Regions from separate parts of the Mus musculus genome. Here region 1 is linked to region 2. The links are chromatin contacts, called in public promoter capture Hi-C maps. All regions are on one chromosome and are shown on one strand. Each heading gives the region's core, a stretch centred on a gene start, on an enhancer-like site or on the middle of the called end of the contact. The rest is flanking DNA. Distances are from core to core; before and after follow the strand shown. Region 1 holds the start of Alox5 (arachidonate 5-lipoxygenase). Region 2 holds the start of Syn2 (synapsin II).

Region 1 (2,700 bases), core at 194-2,693, 1.3 Mb before region 2:
CCCCAATAACAGAGGACTAACAATAACTAAGGCCTGTGTCCAGCTTCTCTGTACCTCACAGTGTGCTGAACTAGGATATGAGCAAAACACAATCCCAGCCCCCAAGCAGCTCATAATATGATGGGAGAAATGACGACAGAGCAGATCCCCTTGGGACAGATGACAATGTGACAGTAAGTGTGAGCAGCGGTGATAGGGTAGCAGTCAAAGAGAGGCAAACAGATTCACAGAAGAAACAACATCTGGGAAGGAGTTTGCACAAGATCTAGAGGTACAGAAGGAAGGCAGGAGAAACCACCCAGAAGGGAAGGGAATGTGCCAAGGATCTGTGGAAATTAGAAGATTCAAAATTTCAGAAGAGAGCTCACTTAGACTGTGGCATGACCAATGTATGGAATGTAGTCATTCCATCCAACATGAGCAGGGTATTATCGAAGGATTTTGTAGATTTAATTGTTATACATTGTCTCACTTGCTAGGTGAGCCCCATCCAATCAACTGGAGGGCAGGAAAAGCAGAATGGAAAAAAATAACCAAGAAGTAGTAGCACAGTTTATTACAGACAAATTAATGCTGCCCATTGTTCCACTGTAAATTAAGGAGGGTGCATTGACCGCCTACCTTCTAGTGACCAGCTGCTTTCCCTTCTCTCTATGGCAACAATGTTATGCTTTTCTGAGCACAGTGGGATAGCCCTCCTCACCTTCCAGCAATCACTCTCCTTAAGGTTTCTTTTCTACCTTTACCCAAAATGCACAGGTAGGCTCTCACTGAAGAGCATCCCACTCTTCCCTAAGACTCTCAGTCTTAACCAACTCCTTAAGCCATCTCCGGACAAGACAACCTCCTTTCCCATCACAAGTCCGCTCTCAGCAAGCATGCCATTAAAGTTCCAGACAGTCCCACAGGTGCAGATTAGGAGTCGCCCACTCGGGCCACTACTTTCTAAGGCTGGTTCCCAGTACCACTAACCATTTCCCCCAAGTTTGCTCCCACCCCGCGCCTCCCAGTACCTTGCCCAGAGAGAGAAGGTTTACTCATTTTGTGAAGAAACCAACATTCAAGTTTCCTTGGGGTCCACCGTGGAGCTACAGGTACTCTCCTTGTGGGCTTCAGACCCCCTGCTCTAAGTGTAACTATTGCATACGCTGTGTGCTGCAACTGAATGAGGACACAGGTAGTTCTTGAGCTGACAGTGAGGGACACTGAAACAGGCAAGAAGCCATAAAGATGGAAGAAATAAGGGATTAATTGACTAATGAAAACAAAAATGCATGAGGGATAAAAGCTAGGTAGAGATGGGGCAGAGGAACAAGGGCTTCAGCCTATCAGAGATCACTGTCCCTCCAGTGCCACAGGAGAGAAGGATGCGTTGGAAGGTGGGGTCCTGGGACTGGCCAGAGACAGGGGCGGAGCCAGCGCCTGAAGGCAGGGCCGGTCGCAGGGTGGAGCCAGACCCAAGCGCAAGGCTGGCCCGCTGCTGGCCACTGTGGCAGGGAGCTGCCGCGAGTGACAGGGTCAAGAAGTTGGTGGGCTGCCACGCCGAGCTTCGCGGGCTCCTGCTCCCACACCAGCAGCACTCACTTGCCCGGAGTCATGCCCTCCTACACGGTCACCGTGGCCACCGGCAGCCAGTGGTTCGCGGGCACCGACGACTACATCTACCTCAGCCTCATTGGCTCTGCGGGCTGTAGCGAGAAGCATCTGCTGGACAAGGCATTCTACAATGACTTCGAACGGGGCGCGGTGAGAATGCGCGCTTGGGACCGACGGCTGGCAGCAAAGAGCGGGAGGGCGGCGGGGCAGGACAGGCAGGCACCTGAGAACTGTCTGTCCCAGCGCGCTCGTGACCCTATGTGAGCGCATCTGGGGATCTGATGCAGCGCCAGAGTCGGTGCATGCCAGGGCAAGCGAGGCACCCTAGACTTCCTGATGACTCGGGTATCTTAAGGGACAAATGACTTCCAATGTGGGGGACTGATGTGGCTGGCCTCTTATGTGAGAGATGGCACAAACTTTCACCAACAGGACCCAGAATTTGTGAGAGGCCCCTTCACCTCGGGAGTTCTGAGGTCCTAGTGCCCCAGAGTCCAGTACCACTGCAAAGCATAGAAAGCCCTGTTCGACAGCTAGCCATTTTGTGTAGACAGTGTAAGTCCAGGGTAAGTCAGAGATCCAGGATCGGGAGTCAACTTGGGCATAATCACTCTTCTATCCCTACTGTGGACCTTCGTTTACCAAACTAAAAATTGGTTAGGTTTAATCTTACCCATGAGTCATGAGGGAGCCCAGTCCCATTTGGGGGCTAGGAATGAGTCCAGGGATTGCCCCCCACACTTAGGTACCCTACATTTCCTGCACTCAGTCCCAGTGGAGGAATGTAAAGGAAGGAAGGTCTGGCCCGAGCAGCCTTTGGAAAGACTGTCAGCAGGGTGCGTGCAAGAGGACACTTCCTCCCTGAGTATTAGCTTCTGAAGGAAAAAAGGAAGAAAGATTTCCTTTCTTCCCTCCTAATACAGACTTTGGAGTCTGGCAGCCCCACAGGCACTGTGGGAGGCCATTCCGTTTGGATGCTGCTGGTGTGTAAAGTCTAGCCCCATGACTTTCTCTTAACACAGGCAGGTCATGGTTTTCAGTGACCCACTAAGTGCCTAGTACATCAGACTTGCTCAGTAAGTGAGTCTGTAATAGACAGGCACG
Region 2 (2,700 bases), core at 199-2,698:
CACGCACGCACGCGCACACACACACACACACACACACACACACACACACGCACACACACACACGGAGGGAGGGAAGGAGGGAGGGAGGGAGGGAGGGAGGGAGGGAGAGAAGGGAAGAGAGAGAACAAAATTTTTAAAACATATATCCCCTCCCTGTTGCATATATATAATAATCTCATTATTTTTAAACAGATGTCAATCACACTCTGAGACACCTGTGATCTAACCCACCTTGATATCAATACAGGTACAGGTTTAAAACAAAACAAACAAACAATAACAACAACAAAAACACCTATCCAACTTAAATACTAATATCCACTCCCAACTCATTCCAAACCTTGCAGACTAGAATCTTTTTTGGTGTCCTTTATTTTGATGGCCATCTGGGTCCATTTTCACCTTAGCTTGTATGCGTCTAAACTGTTAAGCCTGCCCCCCCCCCACCATAAGTATTTGTGTTTTGTTTTTGTTTTTTATTAGTTCTTTGAGGATGTTGTACAACCTGTTTTGATCATCTTCACCCTCCCTCCCCCAGCTCTTTCCAGATCCATCCCTCCTTCTCTTCCTTCCCAACTTTGTGGTGTCCCCACCACCACTGTCACAGCCAATATGTGCTGCCCAAATATTCTTGGCTGTGTGGCCTTCCTTTAGAGCGTGGTCGACTTATCACTATTTTTAAGCTCCATTGGTGCTTAATGAAGTAGCTTGCTCTGCCACCGGCCTGGAGGCCACCGAGTCCTTTACCTTAGGACCCATGTCTCTGGGAGGTCAACGCCTGCCCTCGCCCCTCCCACACACAGACACCTGCTCGTCCCCGGTGCTCTCCCGGGTGACCTCGAGGGTCCATCTTCACACCCTGCCCCCGGCGGACCCCGCAGGGGCCTACCAGTCGGTGTGCGGCTCGTCGACCACCAGCAGCACCTTGGCCTTCCTGGAAGCGGCCGAAGGTGCGGGCGCGTCCACCAGGCCGGCGGAGGCGGCCGTCTGCTTCACCGCTTGCGACAGCGAGCTGAAGAAGCTGCTGCCCACCGACGGCGTCGGCGCGGGCTGCGGCGCCGGCTGCGGCGCGGGTGCCTGGGCGGGTGGCGGCCTGCGCTCGGGACCGGGCGAGGCAGCTGAGGTGGCCGCCGACGCCGTAGCGGCACCGGGGCCAGGGGCAGGAGGGGGCTGCTGCGGCTCCGGGCGCTGAAGGTCAGTCATGTAGCCATTGGGCAGGTTGGCGATGAAGCTGCTGTCCGACAGCCGGCGCCTCAGGAAGTTCATCATCTGGCTTGAGGGGCTGAGGGCGCTCGAGGCGGCGGGCCAAGCGGCGCGGGGAGGACGGCGCGGGGACACCGAAGGTGGTCCGCGTCTCCGGGAGCCCAGCAGACAGCCGCGGCGCTCTGGGTCTGGGGAGCGAGCCTGTTAGCGAGGGAGCAGTGGGCGGTGCCGAGGGCGTGACTACTTCTGTCTCCGCCCCTCTCCGCAGAGCCTGCTCCGCCCCCGCCTACTCGCGCGTCCCCCGCCTTTTCAGGCTCTGGCGCAAAGAGAAGGGAGAGTGTCCCCTCCCGCCACCTGAGCGTGACTGTGTGGGAACCAGGAGCTCTCGCAGTGTGGAGGGAAGGAAAGCCGAGAGTCTCCCACCATCATCACCTTCGTGGTTTCAAGAGGAGAGTCGTGTCCCAGTTCCAGACGAAGACACCATCCTAATACCATCTAGTTAGAAGAGAGGTGTCAGCTTCCCTACCCTGAGGTGAGAGAAAAGAGCTACACCTGCCCCTCCACCCGCTCTGGCGTGTGTGTGCGCGCGCACACACACCCAGGACCACCATTCAGTGAGCAAAGCGAAGCATTTCCTTTCCTGAAGCTCAGGAAAATGATGCCAAAGTCCCCAACTTTCAGATGAGAAGGAATGGACTAATCTGTTGCTGCTAATGCGCACCTTGTATGCTGAGACCTGAATGAATGAATGGATGGATGGATGGATGAATGAATGAATGAATGAATGAATGAATAAAAGCTGCCTACCCGTGCTGAATGGGAAAAACCTCTCCCTGACCCAAAAGGTGGGAGTCCAGACCACAATGAAGTAGAGGGCTACCTCACCCTCCTTGAGGAAGAAGGAACCTAAGCAGACCCTCTCCACACTGCCCTGGAGGACATTAGGAGGCAATTTCTGTGCCCCACTTAATAGTGCACAATTCTCTCCCTGACCAGAGAGAGAGAGAGCACGCGCGCGCGCAAGAGAGCCCGAGAAGACTGAAAATGTCTTTTCAGGATCCCTCAGACAGATAGCCAAGGCTACCCCCTCAATTTGCTTCCCTGACATACATTGTTCCCCAGTGTTGTAGGGCGACCTAGTCCCCTAACTGACCATCTCCATGAAGGTTTATCTGACTACCAACTTCTCTGTGCACTCTCTAAATTTTGTGTGCTCTTTGAACCTTTGTTTTGATCTGTCTTCAGGTATATTAGTCCCCTACATTTGTATCTGGACAAAATGTAGCAGATGTACTTGACAGGCAGACCACCTGGAGTGATGCACGACTTTGGGCAAATTACTCCCTTGAACCTTTTTCTTCCACAGCTAATAAAAACAGATAGCACTTTTCAAAGCTGCTGGAGTAAATGAGAACATGTAGGTAAAGCGTCTGGTACGCAGTAGATAAGCCAGTAGTGGGGCCTAAGTCCTTATTCTTATTTCTCAGTAGTATTAGC

Evidence for each region. Capture Hi-C pulls out chosen DNA fragments and counts their contacts.
Region 1: a contact with region 2 is called in a promoter capture Hi-C map of liver, with 4 times the contacts expected there. The contact joins the promoter of Alox5 here to the promoter of Syn2 in region 2. A contact is called at or near these places in 3 of 39 promoter capture datasets (liver and pre-B cells) and 1 of 9 other capture datasets (liver).

Annotation. Positions count from the first base shown.
Region 1 is chr6:116,459,921-116,462,620 of GRCm38.p6, reverse strand. Alox5 (arachidonate 5-lipoxygenase) reads left to right here and starts at 1,443. Exons shown (of 14, transcript NM_009662.2): 1 at 1,443-1,746. The coding sequence starts at 1,597.
Region 2 is chr6:115,133,650-115,136,349 of GRCm38.p6, reverse strand. Syn2 (synapsin II) reads right to left here and starts at 1,448. Exons shown (of 13, transcript NM_001111015.1): 1 at 890-1,448. The coding sequence starts at 1,269. It overlaps Gm17733 (predicted gene, 17733), which reads left to right and starts at 1,515. Exons shown (of 2, transcript NR_132436.1): 1 at 1,515-1,735.